Linked DNA regions of Larimichthys crocea: region 2 is linked to region 1. A link is a contact called in public Hi-C data. All regions are on one chromosome and are shown on one strand. The core of a region is the stretch at or near the end of the contact, and the rest is flanking DNA. Distances in the headings are between cores, read along the strand shown.

Evidence for each region. Hi-C and Micro-C count contacts between places; a contact is called where the count stands out from the background.
Region 2: a contact with region 1 is called in a Hi-C map of muscle, with 2.8 times the contacts expected there. The contact joins the promoter of LOC104919126 here to the promoter of mysm1 in region 1. A contact is called at or near these places in 2 of 7 Hi-C or Micro-C datasets (both in muscle).

Annotation. Positions count from the first base shown.
Region 1 is chrXVII:11,485,183-11,487,882 of L_crocea_2.0, reverse strand. It overlaps mysm1 (Myb-like, SWIRM and MPN domains 1), which reads right to left and starts at 1,267. Exons shown (of 20, transcript XM_019273582.2): 1 at 1,115-1,267; 2 at 844-916. The coding sequence starts at 1,170.
Region 2 is chrXVII:11,715,552-11,718,251 of L_crocea_2.0, reverse strand. It overlaps LOC104919126 (FYN-binding protein 1), which reads right to left and starts at 1,436. Exons shown (of 20, transcript XM_027290220.1): 1 at 1,181-1,436; 2 at 1-804. The coding sequence starts at 1,189.

The DNA of each region.
Region 1 (2,700 bases), core at 18-2,517:
CAGAGACACACAGAGTCAGCACAGAGACACACAGACACAGCACAGTGACACACAGAGTCAACACAGAGACACATAGAGTCAGCACAGAGTCAACAGAGACACACAGCGTCAACACAGAGACACACAGAGTCAACAGAGACACACAGAGACACACAAAGTCAGCACAGAGACACACAGAGTCAGCACAGAGACACACAGAGTCAGCACAGAGACACACAGACACAGCACAGTGACAGAGTCAACAGAGACACAGAGTCAACACAGAGACACACAGAGACACACAGAGTCAACAGAGACACACAGCGTCAACAGAGACACACAAAGTCAGCACAGAGACACACAGAGTCAACAGAGACACAGAGTCAGCACAGAGACACACAAAGTCAGCACAGAGACACACAGAGACACATAGAGACACACAGAGTCAACACAGAGACACACAGAGTCAGCACAGAGACACACAGAGACACACAGAGACGCACAGAGACACACAGAGTCAGCACAGAGACACACAGAGACGCACAGAGACGCACAGAGACACACAGGGACACACAGAGACACACAGAGACACACAGAGACACACAGAGAGACACACAGAGACACACAGAGACAACACAGAGACACACAGGGACACACAGGGACACACAGAGACACACAGACACACAGACACACACAGAGACACACAGAGTCACACAGGGACACACAGGGACACACAGAGACACACAGGGACACACAGAGTCAGCACAGGGACACACAGAGACACACAGAGACACACAGAGACACACAGAGACACACAGACAGGCATGGACAGTGACAGCTGAGTCTGGCTCCATGAAGTCATACCAGTATCCCGGCGCTGCTCTTCCACGCGGACTGGATGAACTGCTCCTGGACTAAACCTCCTGAATCCAGCTCACTGCAACACAGAGACCAGGATGTGTCAGACTAAACCCACCTGGACTGTCCTCGGGAGGTGAACTGGTACCAGTCCATGCTGGTCCGGTCCGTGCTGGACTTAAGCCGGACAAGTGAAGTCCTGCTGCCGCCAGCTCTCCATACACCTGTGCGGGCTGCAGCACACATGACTAAGACACAAAAACAAAACTATTCTCACCTGAGGCTGTTTTCAAACTCGTCTCCTTCGATGTCTACGTCCACCTCGTCCTCCATGTTGTTGGATAAACGTAAACAACGGAAAGAGGAGACGGCGTGCAGCGCCGCTCACAGCGACACCGTGTGGCGGGATGTCCGAACTACGACAACACTGCCTCCCTGTGGCTGTACCCGTCACTGGTTTCTGTTGTGTTAAATTGTACTACAGTTGTATTTTCTGTGTTTACAGTTAAATGTGGGTCCATAAAGTCAAGTCAAGTCAACTTTATTATCAATGCTGCTATATGTACAGGACATACAGAGTACTGAAATTGCGTTTCCCTCTTATCCCGGTGCAAACAGCACTAAATATCAAATATAAATAGAAGTAAAAGATGTTAAAAAGAATAAAATATAATAAAAAAATATAAATATAAAAATATATACAAGCTAAAAGACATCCATGTGGCAATATGGCACAGTATAAACAGAATTATCACTATAAATATAAATATGGCAGTATGGACAGAATTTACAGTATAAACTGTGAGGTCTATCAAAAATGAAATATGTAAACAGTTGGCTGTACACAGTGCAAATTCGGTTTGCAAGTATTGCAAGTTTTTTGGAGTCTGTAGAAGTGGCCGCTGCCATTTGGTTTGTGCATTGTCCAGCAGTGTCCAGAGTTTGTGGGAGCAACGGGCAGAGAAGGAAGACCACCACAGCAAACTTCTCAACTGGACTCGATGATTTCTTCGACATTATATATGTTATAATACAAGATTGAGCATTGAGCTACAATCAGGGTACATTCATGATTTTTGTGCCGTGTTTAGATCCCGCCCTGTGTGGGTTACCCAAAAATTCTACTCAAGTAACAAATTATTTGTTCTTTGTTACTTGACACCTCTGATAATAATAGTAATAATAATATCTATAAACAGACACATAGAAATGTGATGTATATTTAGCTTGTGCAAAGTGTGCATACATACCTAACTGCAATATATATGTACACATATATGGTGACAAAAAGTGTGACCTATTCTTAGTCTTAGTCCTTGTTCTTTTCTGTATATTCAACCATTTCTCACCCCTCCTACTTTATTCTTTTATCTCATTCTCCTGATACTGCTGCCACCGTTTCATGACGTTCTTCTAAACTCTTCTTTTCCCTTCTGATTTTGAATGTTTAAACTTGTTTTAAACATGAATAACATATTAAATTATTAATTGAATTATAAACAGGGTTTCATAAAGGAGTTCTTGATCTGTTTTACTGTCACTACAGATATAGTATTTTACTTCCTATCACGTCTTCCACCCAGTTGAACGTTAATACTGCACATCACTTGACAGTGTATATTCTGCTGTTTTAATGACTCAGTCAAAACGTTTCTGTCCCCCCCAATTCTTTTAAACATCTGATCCAATATTTATTCGGCAGGCTTGGGGAATAACAGATTACATGTTACAGAGTTATGTAATCAGGATACAAAAAGATAACTGCAATCTGTTAAAGTTAGAGAAAGAGACTTCAATAAAAAGCCAAAGACGAGTTGAAAGACAACAAAAAAAAGGTTTTATTTAGAAATTCACAGTTTCTAA
Region 2 (2,700 bases), core at 187-2,686, 230 kb before region 1:
AAGTGGGGTTTCACTCTCTGGGACTGGTGCTGGTAAATCAGGAATGAAGGCGGGGGGTGGGGTGAAATCAGGAAAGGCAGGGATAGTGGAGGACGGGGCAGCTTCCACTGCAGCACTGGAGTCAGGTTTGGTGGGGATGTTTGGTAGAGGAGCCTTCGGTGCAGAGACTTCAGGCTCTGGTGGTGAGTCACCAAAGTCAGGAGGCACCGGGATAAGAGGAAGTTGTCCGGGAATCTCTGAGCTGGGGGAGTCCATGATCGGATCAGCCGATACCTCGTATGAATTTCTTTTTGTTGACTTCCTGAATCCCAGGAAGCCCTTCTTCTTCGCTGGTGTGACTTTAGGTGGAGGCGTGGCTGGCACCAGCTCTGCGGTGTTCTCCTTAGGCGCTCCAGGGAGCACCAACGAGAACCTCTTGTCTTTACCGTTCTCTTTCTTCTGCTTCTGATCTGACGAAGCCTCTTCGGGCTTCTCTTTGCTTCCTTTCGTTGCCTTGTCTTTCCCTTTGATCAGCTTCGCTTCACTCTTGTCTTTTCCCTTCGAGGTAGTCTGGATGAGAGGCTTCTTGCTCTCCTTCTTCTCATCCTTGAAGACCACTCGGGGGGCCATCTTCCCATCTAGGGACTGGTTGATGGAGGTGAGCAGGGAGGGGCGTGCTCCTGCGGGGAGGTAGTGAGGCGGGCTCTGGGGAGGAGGGACAACCTTTGGTTTCTCTGGGAGAGCAGGTTTGATCCTGGGTTGCTTCAGGAGGACTTCTTCATCCTGAAACTTGGCCATCAGGGCCTTAAAGTCCAACACGTCCTCCTGGTGAACGAAGCAAACAATGCAGAAAACTAGTACCAGGAAAATACATAAATGACATGTTTACCTGAAGATCACAAAACATGGGTCACCTGTTAAAGATAGTGTGGTGCTAAGCAGAGGAAAATCAACCGTCACAACGCAGTGAAGGTTTAGTTTTGTAAGTTTTGTTGCTGAGCTGGTTTGTAGCCAGAATCAGGAACACACACAGAGGCTTACATGTGACTAATAAATGTTACTCAATTCACTGTCAAGACTGACAGTCAGGAAGACTTACACCTGTTAACACAACATAAAATGTCATAATATGTTGAAATATAACTGCTAAGATATAATAAATGATCAATAAAGACGGATCTGAAGATTTTAACAGACCTACCTGATCCATTGTGTTTTTTTTAATGATCCACCGAAACGACAAAAGCCTTGTTATTCAGGTGAGTGAACTCTGTCTTCAGCCTCTCATTGTGTGTCCGATGAAATCAAACCATGAACTGAATAAACTTCCAACACTTTCATCGACCTGTCCGACAGGAGTGTGCGTCCCGTGCGCGCAGGAGATGGTTCTGAGCGAGGCTGAGTCGTGTCACACTCATCTTTTCAAAAACAGTCCGTCTTGTCAAACGGGTCTGTGCTCCGGTTGAGCATTTAACGCAACTCACTGACTGACTTTTTTTTTTTTTTTATCCCTCAGGAATGTGGCCCGGCTGGCACTGCGCAGGTTAGTCACTGTCATGAAACCTGGAGGTGTTTTTTTCCTCAAACTCTTCAAACTCTCATTTTATTCTCCACCAAGCAGCTTTGAACAGTCAGTGTGTGTGTGTGTATATGTATATCTCTCACATGTCATTAGATACGGGCTCTGTTGTCCGGAGCCTAAAGGTGAATCTTGAAGGTAAACACGCGCAGGAAAGAGGAAACGCAAGAGGTCGGTCCACATTCCAGGTTTGTTACACAGACCTCACAAGTATTTAAACAGGCATTTGTAATATGGCATATGTGGATATAACGCATGCTGCAGGCACACACAGCTTTGAGAGGATATTCTGTCCTCATGCCAGCCTGAGCTTGCACTGACAGGTGTGTCCTGAGTTTAGACCTCAGGCGCATGTTCACTTTGTCATATCTGGTTTATAATCCTTAACTTAACTTATACTTCAGGGTCAAGATGCTTCATGAATCAGAATCAGAAATACTTTAATAATCCCAGGAGGAAATTATTTATTTATTTATTATTTATAAATGTTATACATGGATATATATATATATATATATATATATATTATATATTATATATATAATATATATATGATATATATAAATATAATAATAAATAAAATATAATATTAAATAATATAATTATGTAAAATTATAATAATAAATATTATATTACATTTATTTGTATTATTTATATATATATTATTATATACAATTATCATCATTAGTCATACAGATCATTTATTTTTCGCATCTTATTTTGCGATCCACAGACAGTTTTCATGAAGAAATGTCCCAAAAACTGCTGACAGAGGATTGTGCATATAAAGTAACTGGCACTTATCAGAATGATAATAATAATAATCCCAGGAGGGAAATTATTTAGTATTATTATATAATATTTTAATAAATTATAAATATATACATTTTATAATAACATTATATATATAAAATTAAATAAAATAATATAATAAAAAATAATTATATAATTATATATATAATATTAATATATATGTAAAAATTATAATATTAATATACATTTATATAAATGTACTTTACAGATATATTATTTATATAAATTTATCATCATTAGTCATACAGATCATTTTATTTTTCTGCATCTTATTCAGGACGATCCGCAGACAGTTTTCACAGAAGAAATAGTCCCAATGAAAACTGCTG